2 separate regions of the Sus scrofa genome follow, and region 1 is linked to region 2. Evidence: chromatin contacts called from public HiChIP or PLAC-seq data. All regions are on one chromosome and are shown on one strand. Each heading gives the region's core, a stretch centred on a gene start, on an enhancer-like site or on the middle of the called end of the contact. The rest is flanking DNA. Distances are from core to core; before and after follow the strand shown. Region 1 holds the start of DSCC1 (sister chromatid cohesion protein DCC1). Region 2 overlaps MRPL13 (mitochondrial ribosomal protein L13).

Evidence for each region. HiChIP or PLAC-seq counts read pairs in DNA pulled down with a chosen protein or histone mark.
Region 1: an H3K27ac HiChIP or PLAC-seq map of alveolar macrophages shows a contact between it and region 2. The contact joins the promoter of DSCC1 here to the enhancer-like site in region 2. A contact is called at or near these places in 2 of 5 promoter capture datasets (fetal skeletal muscle and liver), 20 of 47 Hi-C or Micro-C datasets (adipose tissue, alveolar macrophages, blood and 14 more) and 1 of 2 datasets of contacts at active chromatin or transcription factors (alveolar macrophages).

The regions. Positions count from the first base shown.
Region 1 is chr4:19,159,729-19,162,996 of Sscrofa11.1, forward strand. DSCC1 (sister chromatid cohesion protein DCC1) reads left to right here and starts at 1,335. Exons shown (of 9, transcript XM_021090559.1): 1 at 1,335-1,771. The coding sequence starts at 1,593. It overlaps DEPTOR (DEP domain-containing mTOR-interacting protein), which reads right to left. Exons shown (of 12, transcript XM_021090558.1): 3 at 1,567-1,975.
Region 2 is chr4:18,621,166-18,624,529 of Sscrofa11.1, forward strand. It overlaps MRPL13 (mitochondrial ribosomal protein L13), which reads left to right. Exons shown (of 7, transcript NM_001243415.1): 3 at 1,345-1,438. Among named protein-coding and RNA genes, the nearest start is that of MRPL13, 14 kb to the left of the region's middle. Within about 2 kb of position 1,931, at least 2 of the 83 cell types and tissues checked have an H3K27ac peak or open chromatin away from gene starts, as enhancers often do. A contact at or near this core is called in alveolar macrophages, where this site is marked.

The sequences.
Region 1 (3,268 bases), core at 85-2,584, 540 kb after region 2:
GCTTAGGAGCTACCAAACTGGACTGAACAGATACAGAACATTTCCAACACTGGTGTTCCCGTCCTGGCGCAGAGGAAACGAATCTGACTAGGAACCATGAGGTTGTGGGTTCGATCCCTGGCATCGCTCAGTGGGTTAAGGATCTGGTGTTGCCACGAGCTGTGGTGTAGGTTGCAGAGGCGGCTCGGATCCCTTGTTGCTGTTGCTGTGGTGTCGGACGGCAGCTGTAGCTCCAATTAGACCTCCAGCCTGGGAACCTCCATATGCCACAGGTGTGGCCCTGAAAAGATGAAAAAGAAAAAAGAACATTTCCAGCATCTTAGAAAGTTCTATCAGACAGTGCTCATCAAGAGAATGAATAGGTACGAACTGGGCAAAGAAAGGAGAGAATGTGATAGGCAAACAGAGCCACAAGTGGCAGAAAGCAAAAATCTTGGAGGAGGCCCTTGTGTCTGATACTAGAAAGAAGGCTTGAAGAGGAAGAGGGGGAGACAGAATGGGATACAGACCTTCCACATCGCTAAAGAAAAAAATCCAACAAACACAAAGGCAGTGAAAGAAAATAAGAAGCAACAAAATACAAGAGTGTTCAATACACAAAAAATTTGGCAGAGAAGCAGTCAAATATATCAGATCTAAATCTGCATACTGTGTGCCTGAGCTTGTGTAGATCTGCTCCAGGAAAAATGATCTTGTCTTGATATACAAGTCACTTCAGAGCACTTTACACATCCTATAGTGTGAGTTTGTCTCCCCAGGAGGCAGCAGAGCCTTCCCAGCCCCAGGAAGCTACTTTCCTCTTGACAAGGGTCTCAGCCCCTCAGCTGCTACTCCCCACCGCCGGCCCCCGCCACAAGCTAGGTACTCAACGAATGGATGGATCTAGTCCAAGCCTTAGACTCCCACATATGATGGATGGTTCCCAGACTCAAAGAAGTAAGACGCTGTCTATTCCACAAGGTCCTCGTTTCCGGTCCAAGGTGTTTACACAAACCCGGCTGGAAGTTTTTAGAGACCTAATAGACCAGCCTGGAATCAGACTTTACTACCTCCTGGCTGTGCCGCCAGGGGCAAGGAGCTTGCTTCCTCATTTTGCAAAAAGGAATTTAAAAGCGTCCCCTTCACAGAGTTGTGGTGAAGGAGTCAGGAAATGGTGCACGCAAAATGCTTATCACAAGGCCGCCACCGGTGGAAGATGAGACAGTTTTAATGGCGTGGAGATGGAGATAATATTGGCGGGAAACAGGATGGGGAGGAGCGCAGCGGAAGGGGCGGGTGAGGGTTCCACGTGGAGCACCGCGGGGTCTACGCTCAGCTCTCGCCCGCTTCCGCCGAGGCCCCCGGCAGAAGCCGCCTTTCCTCCCAGCAACAGTCGATGCTCTGCCGATGGTGACCCGGTGTCGGAAGGCCCGAGTACCCTGAAGCTTTCGGACCTGCCGGGGGAACGCCCCCGCGGCGCGCCCCGCCCCGGAAACCCGCCCCCAGCTGCCTTGGCGCACTTTTAAAACAGACTCCATTCTACTTGTTTCTCTGGGTCAGAGTCCTGCGGGGTCTAGGTTCTCTTACCCTGAGCTGGCGGCCCCTGCACAACGATGAAGAGGACCCGCGACGAGGTGGACGCGACGCTGCAGATCGCCAAGGTGAACACGGCCGAGCTGCTGCCCACGGTGCACTGCTTGGGCTTCGGCCCTGGGGCCAGCGCCGCCGCCGGCGACTACTGCCTGCTCCAGCTGGAGCCTGCACTGTGCCAGCAGCTGGAGGCGGGACGCAGGTGAGCCGGATCCGGGTCTGCCGCGTATTCAGCCTGGTGCCAGCCACCTCATTTTCCTGCGGGGAAACTGGGCCGGAGAGATGCATTGATTTGACGGGGGCCTCACAGCAGGCCGGTGGCTTGATTCCCAGCTCGCCGCCTTTTCCCGAGGAGTCCAAGCACTGCGGGGATAAACAGGACTGCTTCAGCTGGTCTTGTTGGCCTCTGTCAGGGGAAACAAATCAGGAAGTAGAACCTCAGGGAAGATTTGGGGATGTTAACTGTGAGGCCAGGGACTCAAAGAACACCTTGCCATTCCACCTTAAAGTGCAGTGGTAGTATCTAATATTTATAGGGTTCTTCTTGCCTTCTACTTATATTTATTTTACTCAGAAAGTAGATACGACTGTGGGGGAATGAATTTAAAGCCATTTGTATAGCCTCGTAATTGTGGAAGGCCCTCAAGAAACAGACTTGCTGGGGGGCACTCAGTAGGAATGTGAAGCTGTTTCTAATTCTAGGCCAGCTACACAGTTGCGGCAAGACCTTGGGTTAAAAAACATAGAGGAGGAGTCCCTGTGCGGTCCCTGAAAATGAGGAGTTGTAGTCTCTGGTTTAATTCTCTTCTGCACTGTCTTTCCTCCAGCACCTGCATGTTATCAGGGAGTATGTTCTCTTGTAGGATCCTTTAAGTTGAATCCTTTAGGCTGTCTTTCAGTTTTCCCACTGTACCCATCTAACAGTATTATAGTTAACTGGCCAGTATTCAGATGCTAGCAGTAAAGTATCTTTGAGGGAACGGAAGGAGAACATCATTCAGCGGGGCTTTATTCCAGCTGAGTTGGCAGGGATTTGAGAAAGGACTTCGGGTGTGAGGACCTTCTTTGTCCAGCTGCAGTTAATCTGGCTGGCAGAAACTAGAAGGGTTTGAAAACGTGTGTTTTAAATTTTTTTTTTTTCCAGGGGAAAGGGGTAGTTGTTTTAAACAAAATATTTGAAAGTGGGGATAGTGTAATGTAGAAATAAATGTTAAGAGTAGGCACTTGGGACTATTAAACATTTTAGGACCAGGAAACTAAACAAGAGAGGAAATTAAATGAAAGCTTATTTCAAAAAAATACATATATTTACAGTCTCCTGTTTCAGGTTTTTAGCTTTTACTTAAATGAATTGGGCTAGGAGGATTAAATATTTTATGGACAAAGAGAACTGCTTGAATCAACTCCTTTTTCATTAATCTCAATCACCTTTATTATTTATAATTAGTTTTTCTTCCACCACCTTTTTCTTTTCTTTTTTTTTTTTCTGCACCCAGGGCATATGGAAATTCCTGGTCCAGGGATTGAATCTGAGTAGCAGCTGTGACATACACATGGTTGCAGTCACAGCTGTAGCATGCCTGATCACTTAATCCACTGCACCAGGCTGGGGATCAAATCTGCACTGCCACAGACACAATGCTGGATCCTTAACCCACTGCGCCAGAGAAGGAACTACTACCACATCTTGCTCATTTTT
Region 2 (3,364 bases), core at 681-3,180:
TGTGAAACGTTCCTTTCAGCCAACTAATAGCAAGCTTCCCAGGTCTTTCCTTCACACCGGACTCCCTCACCCTCTAAGGAGGAGAATGCAGCTGCTCTATCCTCTTTCCTTTACCCTTGTCCTATGTAAACTATGAACTTCTCTCTGAAAATTCTGTCATTCAAATTCAAAGCTCTGCATAGAATCTTATAATCGTTAGTTTCCATATACTATACTTATTTGTATTTCTTATTTTTTCAGTGTTTTTTTTCCAAATAAAGAAGCTTTAAGAATTGTTTGAACTTTGTTTTCTATTAGTAGAATAGGCATTTAATCTTTGTTTCTGTTTACTTGGAGTTCCTATCGTGGCACAGCAGAAACGAATCCAACTAGGAACCATGAGGTGGTGGGTTCAATCCCTGGCCTTGCTCAGTGGGTTAAGGATCCGGCATTGCCATGAGCTGTGGTGTAGGTCACAGACACAGCTCAGATTGTATGCTGCTGTGGCTGTGGTGTGGGCTGGCAGCTATAGTTCTGATTAAATCCCTAGCCTGGGAATCTCCATATGTCGCCGGAGCGGCCCTAAAAAAAAAAAAAAAAAAAAAAAATGTTTCTCATCTTTGTCATGTATGGTGACTCTTGAAAACTTACATGTTGACTTTTTAGGATTTTTATTGGATGAACAGCCAGACTTAGGGGTACTTTCCACTGGAAAACTAATCCAACATATATATTTTAATTTTCAGGTCATCTGTTGCATCAAATGTGTGTGTACTCATAGCTGAGAGAGGCAGTTTAAATGTAACTAGTTAAATGTGATTGGAGAAAACCTTGAGTTGGTAGTTAAGCATAAGATCATAGTACTCTGTCGTTCTCTGAATTTGAAAAGAAGAATAATCAATTGTGATATTTCAGCATTTGTTTTCATTTTTCGTATAGGTAAAATGTCTTTCTTCATCTATATGCATATTGTTTTCATTTTCTCTTGTTTTTAAGGGAAAATTTGTATTAGATATTTAGAGGTGGTGAAGTATAACTATTAATAGTACATTTTAATGATGTGTAATCATAAGTGGGCAGAGCTAATAGGAATAGCCATAGTTTGCTTTTAAAAGATGTATTGTTATTATTGGCATCTTATTAAATTCTCATTTACCTTGTAGAGTTGAGATTTTCCAAATGTCTAGCCAACTCTTTCTATACTTAGATGTTATGTAAAAGAGAAGCATGATTCGCTTTATATTTTTGAAGTGTTTTTTTTTTGTACTTTGATAAGTTTTATAAATAACCAAGCCCACATTTTCTTAAAGTCAAGTATTTTTCATATAAAATCTTTCTTTCTTTCTCTCTTGCTTTTAAATCTAGGTGACTGTGGAGATCATGTTGTCATAATGAACACAAGGCACATTGCATTTTCTGGAAACAAATGGGAACAAAAAGTATACTCCTCACATACTGGGTAAGATAATACTTTGACAGGGAAGATAGGTGGTTGAATGTATTACTTTAAGAATGTTATTGAGCTTATATAAAAGAAAAAGGCATTTTCAGAATTTAAGAAAACAGCAATTTTGCTCATTCTGCATACGTGACTTAATCAAAAACCCACAAAACACTAAATACTCGTGATTACCTGACATTATTTGTTTTTCCTGGAAGCTTTTCATAGAACCTCTCTGATCTAGATTTTTCTCATTTTTACCCAGTCTTCTCACTTCTTTCCTTCTTCTTCCTGTAATTCATCTTACTGCCATTTCCAGAACCATCTTGATCATCTGAAAGTACATGAGACGTTGAAAGAATAGTGAGCGAGATCCCAAGTTTGTACGATACCTAAAATCTCCACAATATACCTTGCAACTTACAGGTCTGCAGTCTTTGAATAATAGTGACCTCTTAGCTCATGAGGCAATTTCGACATGGTCTAAGTTTTAGAAAGATCCCTATGCTATTGAGTCATCATCTGTTTTTCTCTAGCTTTCATAATCGTCTGTCTGTTTTGTAGACTAAACATCTGTATAGGTCCTTCAAAGTTCTTTATATGGCTTCCCTTTATGTATCTCCATTATTTCTTGGTCCTTGTTTTCTGGGTGCAATCGTTGCTTGTCAGCATCTTTCTTAACTAAATATCTTAACTGAGTATCTTTCTTAACTAAATACAGTCACCAGGCAGTGTTCTGATGGTTTCCTGGTATAACATGACTCCTCCATCTTTCAGTTACGCAGTCTTCAATTGCAGTAGAAGTTTTCTTCGAGGCCCTATCCCTGTGGGCTATGTTGAGTTCACCGTTAGCTGAAACTCCTCTGAGTCTTTTTCAAACATGCTGCTGTTCAACCATGTGTCTTCCTTCCTGTATGTTTTAGTTGCATTGTAATCCAACTGCAGTACCTTAAGTTTACTCCATGTTAAATTTTATGTCCAGCCTTTTAAGATCTTTTGAGATCTTGATTGTCTCATATAATGTGTTAGTTAACCCCTCAGTTTCAGGTTGTGTACAGATTTAATTAAGCATACCTTCTTCAATATCATGCAAGATTATGTTTAGAAATATTAACCTTGCATTCTTGATCCAGATCATTTCTTTATTTCTAATGGTGCTTAAACAAGCAGATTTTGATGTTGCTGTTGTTTTCTTTTCATGGCTTGTTCAAGTAGATCTTAAATGCTTGGAATAACTCTTTTTGCTTCTGTTAACCAGTCTTTTCCCACTCCTCCGTTTAAACATTTTCATGAAGCCTTTGTTTAACATAACAAAAGTAAATTCACATCCATCTTTAGTAATTTTTACTATTGACAAATCTCTGTATATAAATCAAGTTCTATAAATTTTAGAGGTAATTGAGAAAGAAACATGAAAATTTTAGATAGTATGGTAAAAATATAAAGGGACTTGCTCTGGTTGCTGTGGAGGTGTGGGTGCGATCCCTGACCCAGCGCAGTGGGTTAAAGCATCTCGCGTTGCTGCAGCTGTGGCATAGGTCACAGCTGCAGCTCAGATTCAATCTCTCCCTGGCCCAGGAGCTTCCATATGCCATGGGTACGGCCATAGAAAGACAATAGCATAAAGTATAACATTCCAAAGCAGTAATACCAATAATCTCCAAAGCAGTAATACCTGTACCATTACTGCGATTGAAGGAAAATAAGAGCACAGCCAGAGGTGACCAGCTAGTGTATTGTACCCAGCAGCTGGTAATATCTCCCTCAGTAGAGTCTCTCACCTATGGAGGAAAATCCAAACATCTTTGCAGATTACTGGTACCCAATTAGCATACAGCCTCAGAATCTTCATTTGAGCCAACTTACTGCTCTTTCTTCCCTCTCTGTCTTTGCATGTGTTGTTCTCCTTGGCAGGAATGTTTTTAAGAACTCTATTTCTTTGTT